Linked DNA regions of Mus musculus: region 2 is linked to region 1. Evidence: chromatin contacts called from public promoter capture Hi-C data. All regions are on one chromosome and are shown on one strand. The core of a region is the stretch at or near the end of the contact, and the rest is flanking DNA. Distances in the headings are between cores, read along the strand shown. Region 1 holds the start of Arpp19 (cAMP-regulated phosphoprotein 19). Region 2 holds the start of Tmod3 (tropomodulin 3).

Region 1 (6,110 bases), core at 749-3,248:
ATTGCTAAAAAAACCTGTAACCTTTAAACTATATGCATTGGGCTGGGGGGGGGGGGGCTTCAAAAAAATCTATTGCTCAGCTGGGCCTCGTGGCACAGGCACAGGCTTGTAACCTGAGTCACCTGGTGTCTGCGCCTAGAGGATCCCAAATTCAAAGCCTGGCTGGACTACAAAGTGAGTTCAAGTTGCCTGGGCAACTTAGTGAAATCATTTCAAAGCTGAAATCAGGAAGGTGAGGGCCAGCATGGTTATAGATCAATAGTTTCAGGGCTATCCTCTCTAGGTAACCGAGCTACACCAGCCCCAGTCTCAAAAAGACAAAAGAGGGGCTGGGCATAGTCAGTCAGAAAGTGTTTGCTTGCACACACATAATTCTCCCTCTCATGCTGTTTCACAAAAATGGGGGGAGCGGGAACCCCAGGAATAGAGCTCAGTGTCCCAGAGGTCCTACTACAGAAGGAAGGAAGGAAGGAAAGGAAGGAAGGAAGGAAGGAAGGAAGGGAGGAAGGAGGGAGAGAGGAAGGGAGGGAAGAAAGGATAAATCCTTCGTTTTGCAAAGTATAATATGACACAACATTATAACTGCCTACTGTTTTTATTATCCTTGTTTTCCTTCTTTTCGCCAGTTAACTTACAATTACTATCAGAAGAGAACTATGACAATGGAAGAAATAATAAAGGGTAAGTTGACATGATTAGAATATATGGAATGAGCAAAACCCACTAATCTACAGTGCAACATTAGTATAAGGATTACGTTTAAACATTAGACCAAATTCCATATACAGTAAAGCAGTTTGGTATTAATTATCAATCAATTAATAAATTTTGAGACAGGATTTCATTATGTACTTCCAGCTGGCCTGGGACTCACAAAATTCCTCTAGCTTCTGCCTGAGTACTGGGATTAAAGGCCCAATTTGGGATTTTTTGTTTGTTTTTAAAGAAAAATTGTTGGGAACTCATGACTTTTCTCCTTTGTTAGCTAACTGACTCCATGTACCCTGGAAGTCAAAGCATCATAATAATTACGACGGAATGGGCAGGCACTACATAAGCATACAGGCCTCAAACTCGTAGGTGTGCTGCTAGCACATTTCCCTTCAACAGAGACATACAAATGAGCTGACAAATATATCCCCATGATTCGAGAAATATCTAAGGTAGTGAAATTTCCTAAAGCTCCAATTCTCGATTTTTAGTCAAGTGCCACATGCAAAGCCCATCAGCTAGCTTTTTTTTTTTTTTTTTTTTTTGAGCAGAAGTTGTGCTGGGTTTTTCGTTTGGGCCTCACAGCCGTCGCGGGACGTAGGTACTATTACCGGGACTTTACCGATAAGAAGACTGAAGCCCAAAGGGTTCAGGAAAGAGATCACGAGGCCACACAACTCACAACCCTAATAACCGAGCCCTGCATCGCTGCCTGAATGGAGACACCACCTTAAAGAGTTCCCTGCAAGCTCACAAGTGGCCCGAGCGCTTCCGGAGGGACAACGTCCTGAGCAAATCAAAGCCCACTACAGAACCTGGGTCCCTAACATGGGCCGGAGTCCTAGCTGCCTGGTACACTTGGGTGCTACACCGAGGCTCGGGAGCGGATCGGTTCCTTTCCACTCGCCAGGGCCCTCCCCGGTTGCGGGAGGAGCCGTCGGCGGAGGGCTCCAGGCCGCCCTCGCTCCCGCGGGCCCGCCAGCCAAGGTTCCCGCCACACCAGGTCCCGCGGATCCCGCGGGTCTCGAGGGTTCCCCGGGTCCTCCGGCACACTCACCTTTTGCTCCTCCGCAGACGCTGCCTCGGGGACTTCCGCGGACATGGTGCTCCTTCTGCAGAAGAGACGCCGGGAGAAGACAGATTACCGGGAGGCAAGACCGCCCGCCACCTTCTGCCTGCCCCGCTGCCCGCCGGGCCGGCGGCTACCGCCGCCTTGTGACGACACGGGCCCCGGGCTCCCGCCCGCCGTAGCTCCCGCAGCCCAGGCCCGCCAGGCTCCCGCGCCGCGCCCTTACCTACCTATCCCCGCGCCTCCGGCCCTGCGACGCCCGAGCACTTCCTCTTTCCCTCAAAGGTTGCGGCTCGCGCCTCACCTCACTTCCGTCCATGGGCGCACAGTGCTTCCTGGGAATTGTAGTTGGTCTGTGGCGCTGTGTTCCCCCTCCCCTCCACTTCCCCCGCCTTTCCAGACAACCCTGACCTCCTATTTAGTCCTCTGCTTGCTTGGCAGTACCTCTGCTTCAGTTTAACCCCATCCATCTTTACTTCCTCTGTTCTCTAACCTTGCCTCAGCGCCACCTTTTCTTCTTAGATCAACCTCTTCAAGCTACCACTGCTCCGGAGAGTTCTACAACAAGCACAGCACCATTACACAGGAATTGTGATTACTTTAGTAATGTCACCATTCCTCTTCATGTTAGCCACAGCAGGGAAGAAGTCAATATTTTACTCCCAGACCTTGATATTTCCCATGCAATAAATCACTGATAAATCAATTCAGCTTCCATTCCTTGCTCTCCCACGGCAGTCAGCTCAAAACATTGATTTTCAAAGCAATGATTTTCTTAACTGTCAAGTCCGTAGCTTCATATTTATTCGTCATTCTACTAAGCATCTTATAGCTGCTGGCACATTTGGTTCCAAGGAAATGTCCCTTAGAAATCTGGGGCTAAGGCAGACTTATATAGTTAACTAGTAAGAATCAGAAGGCAATGCAAGCAGTTCTGGAAGACAGGAGAACAATCAAAACCTCAGAGTCATTGGATATGGAATGTGGAAGACATCAAAATCAAAGCTGAGCCCTCTGGCATAGGACTGTAATCCCAGCTGTCTGGGAGGCTGAAGCGGAAGTGTGGCAAGTTTATGTATGCTTAGGTTATAGAGTAAATCAAAGGCCACCCTGGGGGATTTAGTGAGGCCCTGGCACAGTGGTAGAGAGTTTGCTTAGCACGGGCAAGTCCCTGCATTCAATCTCTCTCTCTCTCTCTCTCTCTCTCTCTCTCTCTCTCTCTCTCTCTCTCTCTCACACACACACACACAGAGAGAGAGAGAGAGAGAGAGAGAGAGAGCTTGGAAGTTGGCTCAGTAGCAGATGGATGGGTTGCCTGGAATGACTGTCCCTGCGTTTGACTCCAAGCAGCAGATTAAACAAGTATAGTGGTGCAATGCTTGAAGTCCTAGGACTGGGGAGGTAGAGGCAGAAGGATCAAGAAGTTCAAAGTTATCCTCAGCTTGAGTTTGAGGCTAGCCTGGGCTATGTGAGGCCCCGTGTCAAAAGTAAACTAAAACAAGACAACAACAATAACAATTACAAAGGCCAAGCAAACCCAAAACCCCAGCATGTGCAGAATTTCAGACAGGAAGTCTTGACTGATACTTCAGTTTGAAAAACAAAACGATTAAGAGTTCTTGTTGGAGAAGGAAGGAAAGGGTTAACCAGCCAAGTAACAATTTAAGATAAAAGGGTTTAAGAGGCTAACTCTTGGACAAAGATATCCCTTGAGAATGGCTCAGTTTGTCCCCAAATCAACTGTAGTTCCAGGACTTTGCAACCTGTAATCCCGGAACTTTCCAAGTGGAGAGAGGGAGAGAGGAACTTCAGTTCAAGGCCAGTTTCAGCTAGGTATGAATTCAAGCCCAGCCTAAACTACATGAAGGCGAGTCGCCAAAACCAAAACTCAACAACAACAGCAGCAGCATATTTGTTACCATTCTATACTGACAAATTAACCTTCTGTGCTTCCCTACAACTCTGCTGTATGGGGGTGGGGAGAGAGGGAATCAAAGTATTTTTTTTTCTAGCTGTTCTAGAACTCACAGAAATCTGCCTGCCTGCATGTGTCACTGTTCCTGGCTCTTTTGTTCCAGACAGGGTCTCACTCTGGCCTCAGTCACAGCAAACCTCCTGCTTTAGCCTCTCAGTGTTTTTCACTTGAGTAGACCTGTATAGAGAAGGAGACTGTACTAGTCAGGCTAGTGGACACAGCTAACTAATATTTTTATTAATAAAATACTATACATTATATGAATATGAGTAAATTTGGGGTTAAAATGTAACAAGGGACACAGGAGAAATGTATGTGTAAAGAAATCTGTTCCTGGGCTGGAGAGATGGCTCAGCAGCTAAGAACATTGACTGCTCTTCCAAAGGTCCTTGAGTTCAATTCTCAGCAACCACATGATAACTCACCACCATCTGTAATGGGATCCGATGCCCTCTTCTGGTGTGTCTGTAGACAGCAACAATGTACTCACATCAAATAAATAAATCTTTTTAAAAAAGAAATCTGTTCCTAAAATGAATAAAAATATCTATATAAAAATGATAAACTGATAACCACTGTTCCAAAAATTGACTTCTAAGCATCATTGAACCCTAATGATACAGCAATTCTGTAACTCTATTGTCTGCTGTACAAATAAATGTATTAACAATAAAAATTCGCCGGGCAGTGGTGGTGCACGCCTATAATCCCAGCACTTGGGAGGCAGAGGCAGGTGGATTTCTGAGTTCGAGGTCAGCCTGGTCTACAAAGTGAGTTCCAGGACAGCCAGGGCTACACAGAGAAACCCTGTTTTGAAAAACCAAAAGAAACAAACAAAAAAAACCAATAAAAATTCTCTGCAAGTTTTAGCTGCAGAGAGAGAGAGAGAGAGAGAGAGAGAGAGAGAGCAGGCAGACAGAGAAGAAAGGGAAACAAAGACAGAAAATCAATATATATTTACTCCTAAAATAGATAACAACATTCCTGTCAGGGCAAATCTGAATTTTGGGGAGACAGGCTGAGCAAATGGAAAATTCCTCAGGGGCAAAGTCCTGTTTTGTGGAACTATCTGATAAGCCATTCTTCCTCCAGTAACACTGCCAACAAGAGCCATAAAGCCTGCCTCTGGTCCCAGTGCAATGCTCACCCACATGAGGAGAAAAGAAGGTGTTAAGTGTGGTGGTGCACATCTGTAATCACAACACGAGAGAAGCAGAGCAGGAGGATCAAGAAGTCAAGGCCATCCTGAGCAACAGAGCAAGTTTGAGCTAGCTTGGGTTTCCTGAGTCCCACCTCTAAACAAAGAAACATTCTCTGTCCCTGTGTTACCCTACAGCAGTGTTCCAACCTAAGAAAAGAGGAAATAGAAGCCAGGAAATATGGACATGGAGATTTTGCCCTGTGCCCAAGATACCAGAACTGGGAGCGAGAAGGGCCGGCGTTTGGAGGCAGGCCATTTTCACTCCCAGTGGTATATTCTGTAGGAAGCTGGAACTGAACAAAGCAGCTTTAGACAGACCTCAGTTCCCAGAGGCTGTTAGAACACTATTCAGCACCACCATAACTCGTGTACTTTAATCTTTAAGACTGCACGCACTGAGCTGCAGTGCTCCATTGCCCAAAATGCTCTCCTCTGATCCCTAGATAGTGGTCATTCCTCCCCACTCCCCTTTCTGTTTAAAGCCAGGGAGGGACTTAACTATGCAGCTCCACAAGATGGACTCATAGTTGGGAGTATAGCTCAAGTCTGGCCTCAAGTGAAATGACCCTTCCTCCTATGACTGATTCCTGGTGTAACCAAAATTTCAAGTCAGTCGACCAAGAAACAGCAATGGGTTCAAGGAAATACGGTTCTGTTTCTGTTGCTGGTATTTTTCTCCATCTGGACTGCAGCTACCTACAACTTATAGAAAGCATGAAACACAACGCAAAGCATCTGCATCTGTCGACACAGCTATACATTATTAAAATTCCTCCTCTGGTGTTTAAGAATCTGGGCTGTTCTGGCCCCCAGCATTGGATTTTCTCTACATTTTCATTCTTTATGGTCCTTGCATGCCCTATCACAGGCCTGGCTCGTCATTCCTCGTTCTGCCCTGTCCCTTAACCTCTTTTGTTGAGTCTCTATTTAAAAGTTTACTTTTTGAGATGAGTGGTCTCAGTCTATAGTTTAGGTTGCTCTTGAACTCATGATAATTCAGGGTTCCCCTTTCTTCAGTCTCCCAGATGTTGGTATTACAAATAGACCTGGCTTTATCCACTGCTGAACAAGAGGATTTGGGGGCCGATGGGATGGCTTCATAGGTAAAGCAAGCACCTGAACCCGAGCCTGACTTGATTATGATGTCGTCCCTT
Region 2 (6,805 bases), core at 1,492-3,991, 520 kb before region 1:
GTATTGGATATTCAATAAATATTAATTCAACCTGGGCATTGTAGGAAAATTCTTTCAGAAACAAGCTCCTGAATATTTTAATTTATGAGATTTCTCTTAGCCAGGTAGGTGGTTGCACACCTGTAATCCTAGCCCTGGGAGACTAAGAGAGATTTCTTTGTGGCCAGCCTGGTCTAATAGGGAGTGTCAGAGCAGCCAGATTATGTAGCAAGACCTTGTCTCAAATGAATACACAAATTATAAATATATATATATGTCTTAGTCAGGGTTTCTATTCCTGCACAAACATCAAGACCAAAAAGCAGTTGGGGAGGAAAGGGTTTATTCAGCTTACACTTCCATACTGCTGTTTATCACCAAGGAAGTCAGGACTGGAACTCAAGCAGGTCAGGAAGCAGGAGCTGATGCAGAGGCCATGGAGGGATGTTCTTTACTGGCTTGCTTCCCCTGGCTTGCTCAGCCTGCTCTCTTATAAAACCAAGACTACCAGCTCAGGGATGGTCCCACCCACAAGGGGCCTTTCCCACTTGATCACTAATTGAGAAAATGCCTTATAGTTGGATCTCATGGAGGCATTTCCTCAACTGAAACTCCTTTCTCTGTGATAACTCCAGCTGTGTCAAGTTGACACACAAAACCAGCCAGTACTACATATATATATATGTATGTATGTATGGAGGGGGGGGGACAGACAGAGATGGGAGGGAAGGAGGGACAAAGAAAGAAGATATAGAAGAAGAAAGAGAGGAGAGGAGGGAGAGAAAAGAGTGGAGGGAGGGAAGGAGGGAGGGAGGGAGAGAGAGAGAGAAAGAGATTGAGATTTTCCAGATTATCCGTGATATTCAGTGAGTGTCAGCAGCACAAATCCGGAGTGTTTACTTAACCAGGGGTGCTCCCGCCCTGAGAGGAAGAAGTAGATGCCAGAAATAGATGCCAGGAGAAACTAACCATTGGGTGACTCCCTATTCTGGGTGTAACTGGAATGTACCTCAAGCATGCTCTCCAGTCCTCTTCTGGGCTGCTTTTTTTCTTTTTTTTTTTTTTAATTATCAAGATAGAACACGATTCCTACCCATGCTGATGTCCGTGCTGATGCTCATGATGATGCCTGTGCCCCGTGCCGATGCCCGTGCTGATGCCCATGCCCCGTGCCGATGCCCATGCTGATCTCCATGCCGATGCCCATGCCCCATGCTGATGCCCATGCAGATGCCCATGCTGCTGATGCCCGTGCCAATCATGCCCATTATGCAGAACATCATTAAACGGTCCTCCAAGGTCATCTTCACCTAACTCCATCCCCTCCTTTCCCTCCTTTGACTAGTTGCTTCTCCAGTTTACTCTCTCTCACATTAGCCTAATCGCACTGCCTGTTGTAGAACACAAAGTTGGAACGGGAAGATGGGATGGAGCAGGAAAATGGGCACATGCTGTCTACCAGGTGATTAGAAACAGCATCTGTTAAAAACCACTGCCTTGCTTGGACCCATAAGATAACTAAAAACAGAGTAACCCCTAACATCTATGCTTTCATTTTGTGTCTGCCTTCCTGTTTTGGGTTGCCTAGGTACCTCTGCATGTGGACATATTTACCATTCAAGGACTTCTCTCATGGTCCTTCAGGATAAAGGCATAAAACTAAAGTATGAGAGACATCTTAGAGTCAGCTTTTACAATTACTCCTCAAAGGCACCTGTGGTCACTTTGGATTCCATGAAAATGGTCAGTTACCCATCCCATCCATGGTGGGGAGGATGCATCTTGGAACATGAGCACTTATCCTCTGAGAATGACATTGCCCCCTCAGGCAAAAGGGACTCTTGGGAACAACTTGCAGAACCAGTCTTAAAGAATGACCAGCCAGGACACATTGTGACCAGGATTGCTCAATTATACATACAAGAATGCTTCCTGCCCCAGTTGCTCTGCTTAAATCTAAAGCTCATATGGGCTTATTGACTTCTTTATCTGATCCTTTCCTAGGTGTGTGCATTAATGAAATATATCTCTGCTTCTCACCTTTACTCCTTTGTTTAGTTAGAGGCACCACACCTTGGTGCGATTTATGACCTTTTCTGCCATAAATTGCTTTAAAAAGACAAAACAAAACAAAACAAAACAAAACAAAACCCAAACCAAAAAAACCTCATGTAGCCCAGACTGGCCTTGAACTCTGTATGTAACTGACTGATAAACTTCTGGTACCCCTCCCTCTGCTTCAATTGCTGGGATCTGAGATTACAGGCATGTAACACCACATCCAATTTATACATTATTTGGAATTAAATCTAGGGCTTTGTGTATGCTTGTGTAAGCACCCTACCAACTGTGCTACGATCCCAGTTCCTTAGCTTTTATCTGTCTTCCATGACAAGTTTGAAAGGCTTTCCCATTATCACGCTCTCCCATTAGTAACCAAGGGATTAAGAAAAGCCTTACTCTGTATTATTTGTTTACAAAAGGCCCACCATGCAAGAAGGAAATGTATTACCCAAAAAAAAAAAAAAAAAAAAAAAAAAAGCCTATAGATAGGCTTTCTACCTTCCAGAGGGTCACGGGCAGGTACATATACAGGAGCAGAAAGCATTTTTCTCAGCCTAGTGTCTGTACCCTCTTATAACAACACCCTTCCCATTGTAAAGGACCAGGTCCGTATGTATGGAGCCGCACCCTTCTCCCTTGAACTACAACTCCCAGCATGCAGTCTGCCCCACGAGTACGCACGCGCGTGGGAGGGGACAGTGAAGGGGAACCAGCAATACAGACAGCGCGGTCGGGTTTAGGGGCAGCTGGCGGGAGGATTCGGCAACTCCCTGAACTTGAGGCACCGCGGAGTGTGGGCGCCGGGAAGAGCGATTCAAACCTTGCGGACTGTGCAGTGGGTCGGCGGCCAGACAGGTGAGTTCAGCCCAGTGCTTTCCAGGAAGTCCGTCGGCGGGCGCGGCAGCGGGTCGCTCCGGCCTGGGCGACTAAGAAGGGAGCGGCTGTGCTTCCTGCGCCTTGCCCGCGGGCCTCGCTAGAGAGCAGAGGGTGCCGGGCCGTTCTGGGACGGCGAGCTGTGCTGGGTGTCGCCCGCGGCCAGGCGCGCAGGCTCTGGGCTGGGGTTGAGTCACTTGTGGCCGGCCAGCAGGGGTTCGGAACCGGCCGCCTGGGATTCGGGGCCGCCACTAGTATTTGAGACCGGTCTCCTGGAGTTCGGGACTGTCTACGTAGGGTTTGGGGTTTGGCTGTCTGGGTTTGGGACCGGCCGGTGCTCCGGAACCGGCGTAGCTGGGAAGCTGTCTGAGAAGCGCCTTGCCTTGCCGCCCCTCTACCCCAGCCTTCATCTCGCTGCCTGGCTGTTGTTGGATGAGAGGAAACCCACAAAACTTGGGACACACCCTTTTTGTGATTGAAATCTGGTGTCTTGCATTGGCCATTTTGCTTATCTGCTCTGCCCTGCCTTAGAATAAGTTTCTGGCTCCTGTGCAGCACAGCTGGGGCCAGCTGTGAAGCTGATGCGGGTTTGTTTTGAGGACGTGACTGGGTCGTTGTATCTTCGCTTACAGAAGTTGATGCGTTTCCTCCGCAAGTCTGCATTCTGATTACAAACAGAAATGGGAAACAGCCCCAATTTTTACTTTCCTTTTCTTTCTCGACTCTTTCCCTCTCTCTTCTCTGTTTAAGAATCCCCTTTCCCCTTTCGAATCCTACCACACACACACCCCACCCACGTTCCCTTTCTACTCTCCCATCCAACCCACCCCCCTCTTTCTTGTCTTCTAAGAATCACATTCCCAACTTGACCTCTGCTTCTCTTTAAAAAAAAAAAAAAAAAAAAAAAAAAACCCAAAAACCACAGTCATCTCTTTGGTAATGAACACTGCAGTAAAACTTATCCCAGGAGGTCATACTTAAACAGGAAATGAGCCTGTGGAGATTTGCTGGCTATGAGCAGTCTTCTTTGGTTTCTGACATTTAGTGCAGTTCATGTTTCTTTTTCTGAAAAACTTCGGAATAGGTTTTTTTTTTTGCATATTAAATTGATTAATCAATTGACCTGTCATTATTTTAGAAGAATAGCTTTGCTCAGACTCCTTTTTATTAGTTCTCTTCCTAGTCCTGGTCACACATTTTATACACATATATATCTCTTTTTGATATTTTGAGCTGTGTAGCTCAGGCTGGCCTTTAAGCCTCAGCTTCCCAGTACTTGAATTACAGACGGAGCCACCGAGTCTGGCCATGTCTATAATGTATTAAGAGCTGACAGTAGGGCCAGGAGAGAAGGCTCAGAAGGTGAGAACACACACTGAATCCCATCTCTGGTTCTACACGTGCCATCCATCATATTCCAATCTTAAACGACCTTGCCTTGCATCTCTCAGCATTTGTAGTTTATCTTAGAATGAGGTTGGTGGTAGCCAGGTAACCCATGATCATCCTATCCTTCTATGGTGTATGTGTGTTCAGGTCTTTGCATGCTCTTGTGTGTTCACATGTATGAACATGCATGTGGAAGCCTGGAAGTTGATGTCATATCCTCCTGGATCATATCCACTGAACCATATCCCTATTATCATTAAAGAATTAATCCATTTGGAAAACCATGGCTATGTGTATATCATTCCAACCTTGATGCTAGACAGGAATGACCGACCAAAGGTGTCTTCTTGAGGCTATTACTGCCCTGTAGCTGATTTATCCTTCATCTTTGTGGTAGGCCATTAGGCCACGCTTCACCAGATAGACATTAAATACTTATAGGTCAGATCCCATCACAATTCCTGGTTTTCAGTGTAAAAACAATTTTTTTTCAGGCTGGAGATATAGCTCAGTAAATAAAGGCTTGCCTAGCATGTGTAAGGACCTAGCACCACAAAAGCAGAAAGATAATTTTTCAATTCCCAGCAACTGGCTTGTGGCTTATTTATACAATAGGTTCAGTACAACAGAAAGAACCTAAGGGCCTACATCATGTAGGGACAACACTTTTCACCCATAACATGCATAAATCACCATGCCTGTTCATTTTGAAGTGGAGTTTAGAATTTGCATATCTTAAGTAGAAGTTACACTTTGAAAACCAAAATGGGGAGATAATTTTTAAAAGACATTTTAAGATGCTTATAATGGTTCTTTTAAGACAGGTGCTGATAATTGTAGTATCAGACACGATTGCAGGACTTGTCTAATTTTCAGTTAAAAAAATTTGTTTGAGACAGGGTCTCACATACCCTAGACGGACCTCGGATTTACAATGTGGCCAAAGTTAGCCTTGAACTCCCGATCTTCCTGCCTCTGCATCCTGAATGCTGGGATTACAGGTGGATGCCACCCCGCCAGCTTCTCCTTCCATCTTTTTCTGTACACTCTCAGCTTTCTTCCTCTTTTGTTGTGTGTGTTTCAGTAATTAACTAATTCAGTAAGTAGGCATCTTACTCTGTCCTAGACACTGGGGTTCTTATGTGTGTAAGATAGGATTCCTGTGTCAAGCTTACTTTCTTTGGAACTATGCCCATGTCCTGCTCCAGAGCACTTTGGAGGGAAGAAAAGCATGTGGTAGTTGTGTATCCAGGAGAGAACAAATAAAGTCAGTCTGTTTCCATGTACTAGTCATCTGTTCTCCCGGCCTTCCCTTTCTGTCATGTTGGAGTGTGTGTGATAGATCAACTCAGAGCAGTGTAATGTCGTACATTCACTTGGAACTTAAAATGAGTTGAATAAAGGGAAACCAGCTAGCTCCAAGCACTGTGATCAGCAGGGTTGTATTTTCAGATACAAACAGACACCTGGGTTAAAAATCAACAGAAAGAGGGGAAAAGAAGAAAGGGGAAGAGACAAAGGAAGATAAGATGGAGATAGTGGGAGAAAATGGCTTTTTTTTTTTAATTAGGTATTTAGCTCATTTACATTTCCAATGCTATACCAAAAGTCCCCCATACCCACCCACCCCCACTCCCCTACCCGCCCACTCCCCCTTTTTGGCCCTGGCGTTCCCCTGTTCTGGGGCATATAAAGTTTGCGTGTCCAATGGGCCTCTCTTTCCAGTGATGGCCAACTAGGCCATCTTTTGATACATATGCAGCTAGAGTCAAGAGCTCCGGGGTACTGGTTAGTTCATAATGTTGATCCTCCTATAGGGTTGCAGATCCCTTTAGCTCCTTGGGTACTTTCTCTAGCTCCTCCATTGGGAGCCCTGTGATCCATCCATTAGCTGACTGTGAGCATCCACTTCTGTGTTTGCTAGGCCCCGGCATAGTCTCACAAGAGACAGCTACATCTGGGTCCTTTCGATAAAATCTTGCTAGTGTATGCAATGGTGTCAGCGTTTGGATGCTGATTATGGGGTGGATCCCTGGATATGGCAGTCTCTACATGGTCCATCCTTTCATCTCAGCTCCAAACTTTGTCTCTGTAACTCCTTCCAAGGGTGTTTTGTTCCCACTTCTAAGGAGGGGCATAGTGTCCACACTTCAGTCTTCATTTTTCTTGAGTTTCATGTGTTTAGGAAATTGTATCTTATATCTTAGGTATCCTAGGAAAATGGCTTTTAATAGTGTCTCGTGTCAGTCTGTACTCTGCTGTCTTTGTTTAGGCTTGAACCATGAACTTCCTGCCTTCACTTACTCCCAGAGTGCCAGGACTATGGGCAAGTGCTGCCACTCAGGAATCTTTGTTTCCTTTGTGGCAAGTTTTACCTTGTAGCCCAGTCTGACCTGGAACTCACTAGGCACTGGTTGTTTGCACGCTCACAGCAAGCAGCCTTCTCCACTCAGCCTCCCAAGTGCTGGAGTTGGAAACCTGAACCACCACACCCCGATCC

The links. Promoter capture Hi-C pulls out the DNA fragments that hold promoters and counts their contacts.
Region 2: a promoter capture Hi-C map of erythroid cells shows a contact between it and region 1, with 19 times the contacts expected there. The contact joins the promoter of Tmod3 here to the promoter of Arpp19 in region 1. A contact is called at or near these places in 13 of 39 promoter capture datasets (the 3T3-L1 cell line, the C10 cell line, the HPC-7 cell line and 8 more), 8 of 484 Hi-C or Micro-C datasets (CD4 T cells, CD8 T cells, Th1 cells and 5 more), 4 of 115 datasets of contacts at active chromatin or transcription factors (the 230-238 cell line, effector CD8 T cells, large pre-B cells and 1 more) and 3 of 9 other capture datasets (embryonic stem cells, macrophages and pancreatic islet).

What each region holds. Positions count from the first base shown.
Region 1 is chr9:75,033,620-75,039,729 of GRCm38.p6, reverse strand. Arpp19 (cAMP-regulated phosphoprotein 19) reads right to left here and starts at 1,998. Exons shown (of 3, transcript NM_021548.4): 1 at 1,769-1,998. The coding sequence starts at 1,813. Gm51714 (a long non-coding RNA gene) reads left to right here. Exons shown (of 2, transcript XR_003948357.1): 1 at 1-1,163; 2 at 1,263-2,486.
Region 2 is chr9:75,555,593-75,562,397 of GRCm38.p6, reverse strand. Tmod3 (tropomodulin 3) reads left to right here and starts at 2,741. Exons shown (of 10, transcript NM_016963.2): 1 at 2,741-2,898.